2 separate regions of the Sus scrofa genome follow, and region 2 is linked to region 1. The links are chromatin contacts, called in public HiChIP or PLAC-seq maps. All regions are on one chromosome and are shown on one strand. Each heading gives the region's core, a stretch centred on a gene start, on an enhancer-like site or on the middle of the called end of the contact. The rest is flanking DNA. Distances are from core to core; before and after follow the strand shown.

Region 1 (4,049 bases), core at 1,143-3,642:
AGTTTAGTCGATTTATAGTATTAGTTTTGGCTATACAACAGTGATTCAACATTTTTGTATATTGTACTCCATTTGTATTTATTATAAAATATTGGCTGTATTTCCTTGATGCATGATATATCCTTGTAGCTTATTTATATTATACATAGCAGTTTTATCTCCTAATCCTCTAACCCTATATTGTACCTCCCTGCTTCCCTCTACCTTTTTGTTCTCTATTATGTAAATCTTTTCTGTTTTGCTATATTGATTTGTTTTATTTTTTATGTTCTACATATAAGTAAAAACATACAGTGTTCGTCTTTTTCTTTCTGACTTATTTCACTAAGCATAAAACCCTCCAGGTGCATCTATTACAAATGGCAAAATTTAATTCTTTTTTGTGACTGACTGGTAGTCCATTGTATTCACCACATATTGATCCATTCATTTGTTGATGGCTATGTAGGTTGCTTTCCTATCTTGGCTGTTGTAAATAATGCTGCTGTGAACATTGAAATGCATATATCTTGCCAAATGAGTGTTTTCATTTTCTTCAGATTCGCAGAAGAGAAATTAAGAGTAACATGAAAAATAGAAATATGATTGTTAGAGTATTTCAAGGGAAGACTCTTAGTAAATATAGCTCATTTAATTAAGCCTTTGGATAACATCAATAGCAAAATGCCATCCATGTATCATATATAATTTACTTACAGAAGTCCAAATTGGTACTTCATTACATGAGTTATGTGTGCTTAGTAGCACTTGTGCTTGGACGTCTCAGATTAAGGAGGTCTAACCTGCCCCAAACTCCCTGCCCTGTGTAGCTGCAATGCCCTGACATTCTCAATTGCTTATCCTACCCTGTTTTCTTTTATGTTTTTCTATAATAAGTATTAGCTTCTAAACACAGTGTATCATTTATTATTGAACACATTTATTTTTTGTTTTCACCCACTAGCACATAAACCCCAGGAAGGAAGGGATTTTTGTTTTCTCACTGATACATCGGGAAGGGTACTCATTATACATTTTTTTTTTTTTTGAAAAATGAATGTTAGTGGAGGGAAAATATTAATTACATTTCCATTTTCTATTGCTTAAATACATATTTAGTGTACTTTTATTATGGCCTCTGTATCCAGTCATTCATCCAGAAACTGGATATGCTTTATCCTAGATTCCTTTCACAGTCAATTTTCTAGTGCCCATTTTATAGTCGAAAAATGAAATTAAGGCTCAGAGAGGCTTATTTTAAAACTTAAAAAAATCCATTAATTTTTTTTCCCCCAAAGAACATATCCCTATTAAAAATTAATGTCAGGATTTGAACTCTGTTTTGCCTGGTTCCATCTTAAATTTTTTTTTTATGATTCAAAATCTCAATAACATCATTTCTCCAAATTATAATTGAATATGGCGCAAGAAACTTTTTGAATGTCCACAAAGCACCTAAGAGAATAATTCTCTTGCTGGGTCAGTCTCTGGCCCTTTCAGGATAGTTTCTGTCTGTGACAATGGTACCAATAGATATTTTAAATATGAGAGTGGTGTCATTCTAAACATCTATCTCAAAATTAGCTTTATGACATTCCAATTATTTCCATAACCCATCATGAAACTATCATTTGTAAAATTTTTAACTTTTTTGAAGACACTTTCCTGTGTATTATTTTAGGCTTGGCACTTTTCCTGACTTTCTTCTCAGTGTTTTGAATTTTTTTTCTTAGGAAGGTTTTTGGCTTTCTTGCTCCTCAGGCCCTAGCATCTTCTGTTGCGGTGAAGTCTTGTGTCTTTTGCTCTATACCCACCCCCAGCTTCTTGTCCCTTGTCCTTTACTCCATATGTGCCACCTTAGTCCCCACAGGGATTGGGAAATTTTGATAACTATCTTTTTTTGTTTCATTATGAACCATGAACTTTTTCTTCTTTCTTTTATGTAATTTTGGCATTTAGCTGGTTTCCATTTCCCCCTTCCTCACATCGGCATCCTTGGCCTCACCCTTTTCCAGTACTTTTTTTCTGAATGTTTCCCACGAAGAGTTTTTCCTTTGAGTCTCTTGTTTCCCTGCCATTTCCTTTCCTTTTTTTTTTTCAAAAAATATTCTTGTATTGATTCCTTTATCTCCCTTTGGCTGCATTAACTGTTTTCTATGACATAATACTGTTTCCATTAAGCTCTCATAGCTTAACATTTTACCTCTTTTTTCTTTCCATTTTCTTTTCATTCATAGAGAAGATCACTTGTTTTGTTTTTCTTCAAAAATAACCATGTTCCAATAAGACATGTCCACATCACAGTCAGAAGGAAGGGCTAGAGTTTTCCCAAAGCAGTGCACACTGGAGATGGGGCATCGCCACTAGCTGGAGCTGCTAGCTTTCCAAAATCCCAAGAGGTCGCAGCACCATGTGCCAGGCCTTATCTTCCTAATGCACATGTGCTGCTTGTCAGTTTCAAATGTCAGCTGCTAGTGGTATTACTTAGAGACAGTAGGCTTTGTGTCAGGATGGAAAGAAAAAAAAAAATTAAACCTTGAGTCCCTGGGAAATTACCATTTTTGGACACCTAAGAGCCTGCCACCTTACCAGTCTCTTATTGGTAAAAGCCACTGACACCGGTGCCAAGTTTGAGCACAGGATCAGTTACACTTGGCATGAATTGTACTGAGCCATGGTGTTCTCAGGATGTCGTTAGAAAGGCATTTTATTTATATCTCAGGGAGACTGTCCTAGCACTTGCAAGGCCAAAGAGAAGGACTTCAGGGACCCTTAAAAAAAAGTGCAGAAAAGTGAATGGGTAGCACAAAATTAATTACCCATTCACTTTTGAATATTGATTTTTGATTGGTGACATTAGATAGCAAAACAATAATCATTGCTCCTCTGTACTAAGTGTAGGCATGATCTTTTTGAAAGCACTTAATTAAAATATAAATAACTCATAATATATATATATAATTCTATATATATATATATATATATATATATATATATAATTCTGTACTTTACTATGAAATCCTTTCAGTAATGCTTCAAGACAAGGTTTCCATATACTCTAAGTAAAACCCAAATTTGAGACATTTAATGTAAAAAGTAAAATATATATGATATGGATTTTTAAAAAAGCTTGTTCTCAGAGAAGATTGTACATTTCAGAATTAGCCAATGTTATCTCTCAAGATTCCTCGCTCCATTATCTTCTGAAGCTTTGCCGCCTAACTGATATGCTATTTTCAAGTTGCTATGAGTTGTTTTCTCTCTTTGTCCTGTCTAATACATTCAGTAGACATTTGGTCTCTACCAAAAGGTCCTTGATATTTGCAAGACTATTCGGTCCTGGCCAAAATATCCATAAGGCATTTGGGCCATGCCAAAATGTCCTTGGTATTTGTCCCTTTCAAAATGATTTGGCGTGAACCAGATGCACTCTTGAACATTTTGGATAGAACCAGATTTCAAGGACCTTTTCCTGTGGAACAGATGTCTTAAGAAGCAGATTCTTGTGGACGTTTGGACAAGACCATATGACTGCTAACCATTTCTCTCCTGACTCTACTCATTCCTCAGAGCACCAGTTATATCATAGTTACAAAACCGCTAGAGAGTAAATTTATCCGGAGGAGGGTTGAGTATACCATATTTACTTTTTCCTTCTTTTTCATGTACTGTTTTTCCTTTAAGACACCACAAATTGCCCCAACCTTGAGTAACTTTTGCCATCCTTTGAACTCCTCTCACTCATCGTCCATACGTCTTATCTGGAAGTAGATATGTGTGCTCCTTGTATAATTTTCTTTTATGAATGTTCCTCACCCCCTGGTTTAGATACTAATTAGGAGACCTGTCTTATACCTTTTCAGTATCTCCAGTATCCCCAAAATGATCTAACACTGTTCTTTCTCAACTTTCATGTACACAGAAAACCCCTCGAGATCTTATTGAAGATTGTGATTCAGTCAGCATAGGGTAGGGCCTGAAATTCTGCATTTATGACATTCTCAAGTTATGTGATACAGTTGGTCTGCAGGTGATACATCAAGTGTCCTGTCTGTGGCAGACTTTCAACA
Region 2 (3,964 bases), core at 486-2,985, 110 kb after region 1:
CTCAGGCCTCACTAGTTACCAGGAGTTGCTAGGAGATGGCCCAGGCCAGGAGCTGTTCACCCTATACACACCCAGTGTTCTTCAGGCTTTCCCTTCCACATTAAGAAACACAGAGAGCTATACTTAATGCATGAGAACTATGGCAGTAAGCCCACTGAAGGATGGAGATTTCCCAAAATAAAATAAAATACAAGCTAAAAGCCATCACTTTAAAGACCTACATTTAACATGGCTCAGGGATATCTATTCTTCCCAACATAGGTATGGGATGAGGTTTCACCTTGACTAACCTTGAAGTGTGATGCATTATTAACCCTTCACTTTTTAATCAAGAGACACACTACAGGGTGCATTTTTTTTTCCTCTACAGAAAATCATATATTCTAGCTTCTTCCATTTCAAAATGTCAGCCAAGCAATATTTCCCTGACTCATTCTCCTGCCCATGCTCACAGATCCTCCCAATCAGGAACACCACATCAGCACCTACCCAGGGCTCCCTTAGTGGCTGCAGTGGTGGTGCTAGTGGTGCAGATGATGATGATGGTGATGATGATATTAGAGAAGGGGGGGCAGTGATGCAGGAGGGGGGAGTTCCCTCCCTCTCTCTCTCTCTTCCGCAGTCACGACTCTTACAGATTTGCCTACAACTGCCCTTCAAAATGACCTTTTAAAAAAAGTCACCCTTCCTGTGTAGAGAGGTGGAAGACAAGTAAGCAATATAATTTTCAATGGGGAGGGGGTCTATTTAGCCAAGCAACAGGCTGCCCCAAATCGTATCAGATGACCTGCCTCTGCCTTTGTGCCATTTATTTCACACTAACCCTTCATCGTACCCGGTTCTGCATCTGGCTCTGTAGACACTGACAACAACCCGATTTTGCCATGTTTTGGGGCCAAGGCTCAGAAACGGAGTCCTGACATGGAGCTTCCTGGGTCATTCCTGGGCTGTGATGACTCCACGGCAGTTCACTGGAGGAAACTCTGGGCATCGCTACGAAATACTGCAGTGTGTATGGATTCTGCCATCACTACCGCTCCCCGCACCCCCACCCCACCCCCGCCCGCCGCCGGCCTTTGGAGGTACATATTTAGACTAGAAAAAAAAGGTGCTTTAACACACAACCTCGCCTGCATTCGGTCCGATTACCCTCAGGCTGTTCTTTCAGAGCCTCAAATCTTATTTTTTAGGACCTGACTACAAGAAGAGACATATCTAGTCTCCCACAGCCCGACCATGCCCAGGACCGAAGGGCTCAAGCGATGTCATATAAACTGCAAGTTCCCAAGACCGCTACAATATACGTAACCCTCTGCTTGCCCGCGCCTATCCAGGGATTCTGAATTCCATACAGGACAGCAAGCCCAGGCCCGCGCGATCGTAGCAGTGCTCACCACCCGACCCTCCGCCCTTGCCAGCGCGGAGCGCGCGGTGCGGTCCGCAGAGCCTGCCCGGGGGATGAGCCGAAAGGCAAGGCGCTGGGGGCGAGAGCTGCGAAACCCATACTTACACCAACTGCCACCGGTCCTGCCCAAAAACTCCTTCTTTTCGGAGTTCCAGATGAATTTCTTCCAGCTGCCCTCCTCCTTGGCTTTTCCGCGGGCCATGGTGGCGGGTCAGCAGCTGCTGCGGGGATTGAAGATGGGTGATTGCCGCGTGCGCTCTTGCGTCCTCTCCTGCCGATCAGTGTCCCCTGCCTGGCTCTCCGCAGGCTGCACCCGCCGCTGCCGCTGCGGCTTTCAGAGTGCCAGACGCGCGGTGGAGGAGCAGAGTCAGGAGCGGGAGGAGGGGGAGGCGGCGGCGGCGGGGGCGGAGGGAGGAGGGAGGGACCGCGCAGGCTGGGCGTCTCCGAGCCCCGCACCTATTGGTGGGCGCACGACCGCTCACTGGCCCTCTTTGGTCCGCCACGCGCTCCCCTTGCCCTTGGGGATTCGGGGGCTCCACAAACCCGCAGCTGCCACTCCAGCTGCCACCGAGGACGCGTGCTCGGCCCCCGCCTCCTGTGACCTCTGCAGAGACAGGCAGGGGACAAGGAAAAGTCAAAGGGAAGGACGAACAAATGGACTGCGGGCCCAGGCTACAGCCACCCGCCACGAGCCGAGAAATTGGCTGAGGGCGCACGCCCTACCTTTACTATATACCGCGCCGTGGCGACGGGGCGCCCCGCCCACTAGCGACCCGGCGGGCCAATAGCCGGCGTGGAGGGGGCGGGGCCTGGGGCCCGAGGGGGCGGGCGCGGGGTTGGCACAAAGGAGCTGCGGTAGCGGCGTGAGGGGCGGTCTAGGGAGCCAGGGAGCGGGGGCGCGGGGAGGGGCGGAGAGAACTGTGAGTGGCGAGGCCGCAGCACCTAACAGCCCCCTCCTCGCGTTGGGCTGTGCACGAACCCGCCTTTTCCGTAGTGAGGTGACCCGCACCTGCCTTGCCTGGCGCCCCGCAGACCCTTCGGGACCCCAGCCCGGCTGTCCCGATCCAGTCAGTCCCTCTCGTGCACTCTCAGCCTCTCTTCTCCGCACTTCCACTTCTCCTAGGCCCTAGCTGGGTGGGGGTAGGTCACTCCGGGACGCCTGAGAATCAGGGACTCTGCCCAGCTCCGCCCCGCCTCTCTGCTGCTGCACCTGCCACCCCCTCCGGTCTCCCCGCCACTGCGGTTGCAGTTCCGGCCCGTCCCTCTCCTTCCAGGCCAGCCCAGCCAGCAGCCCTGGCTCCTGACTGCCGGGCTATGCTCCTTGTGGGCGGCCTGAACCACCTCAAGCAGGATAATTGCCAAACCCACCCAGGGCGGCAAGCCGGATCCGGGGTTTGAAAGGGGTAGGAGGTGTTGGAGGCCGACCAGCCGGCCCCCAGTGGGTCGCTCCTTCAGAAACCAGTCGCATTGCCTGGCGGCTCACACCAGTCTAGACCCCGGCGGCGACAATGTTTGCACGTGACCTAGCCACCAATGACTCCCCTTGGCGTCGAATCCCAGGCTGGTGTTCTCAGGGACGGGTTTTCACGCCCCTTGGGTGGGTACCGACCACTTTGTTCTTCTCTAAAAGACCTGGGGCCAAAAAGGATCTGGAAAGCCTAGTATAAATCGCGAGAAGGTGCAGGCAATCCTTGGCATCCTTTATCCCTCCCCCTTCTTTATCCCCTGTGCATCAACAGCCAAACTCCTTGGTTTCATCTCCCTCCGCCAAACCCCTGAGCAGCTTCACACATCCCTCTTGAGGCAGTGACACAGCAGAAATCAGCAGGGGCGCCTCTGCAGTCAATGTACAGAAGCTACATCCCCAGGGAGCTATGTAGCCCATCCCAGAAAAGATTTCCCCTCCCTGTATCCAGACAGACAACGCAAGGGAGGCTTGTCAGGGTTTCCTTTCTGTCACCCAGGTCAAACTCGCAGGTCTATGGACAAGCTTGAATTGCTGTAGCATGAGCTCTTCCTCATCAGTCCTTCCAAAGGCCCACCTGCGAGACTTGGGCAAACCTGAAAATTCCTGAAATGCAGAAGCAGCCACCCATCCACCCCAGCCCCAGAGGGCCTGCTACAAGTAGGGTTCGGTCAAGGGCAGCCTTGAGAACTGCATGTTCAGAGAGGAAGCCACCCCCGCCTTGCTCCTGCAGTGTTTATGTTGGAAAAGCCCCAAGTTGGTGGTAGAACTGCAGGAAGAGGCTGCACCTGCACCTGCCGATATGATGCCCAGCCCCCTCCCAGCAGAAGTTACCTGACAGAGGAGTTTCCAGAAGGACAGGTCACTGGGAAGGGCATGTGTTTATCGAGAGCCCACTATGTGTAAGACGGAGGAAAGCCTGTGGGCAGAATCAGCCAAAAAAAAAAAAGAAAGAAAAAAAGGATGAGAAGAGGGAAAGAGGGAAAGGTGGAGAGGGAAGGGATGAGAGTTGTGTGGGGGGTGCCCTTTGTGCATACTCCCTAAGCCCACTCTTCCCATCCCTGACTCATTGATATTCCTCCCCCCCCACCTCT

The links. HiChIP or PLAC-seq counts read pairs in DNA pulled down with a chosen protein or histone mark.
Region 2: an H3K27ac HiChIP or PLAC-seq map of skeletal muscle shows a contact between it and region 1. The contact joins the promoter of ATP1B1 here to the enhancer-like site in region 1. A contact is called at or near these places in 1 of 5 promoter capture datasets (liver), 6 of 47 Hi-C or Micro-C datasets (fetal heart ventricle, fetal liver, heart right ventricle and 1 more) and 1 of 2 datasets of contacts at active chromatin or transcription factors (skeletal muscle).

The regions. Positions count from the first base shown.
Region 1 is chr4:81,822,154-81,826,202 of Sscrofa11.1, forward strand. The region is part of intron 11 of NME7 (nucleoside diphosphate kinase 7); the gene reads left to right. Among named protein-coding and RNA genes, the nearest start is that of ATP1B1, 110 kb to the right of the region's middle. Within about 2 kb of position 2,393, at least 7 of the 83 cell types and tissues checked have an H3K27ac peak or open chromatin away from gene starts, as enhancers often do. A contact at or near this core is called in skeletal muscle, where this site is marked.
Region 2 is chr4:81,935,280-81,939,243 of Sscrofa11.1, forward strand. It overlaps ATP1B1 (ATPase, Na+/K+ transporting, beta 1 polypeptide), which reads right to left and starts at 1,736. Exons shown (of 6, transcript NM_001001542.1): 1 at 1,511-1,736. The coding sequence starts at 1,607.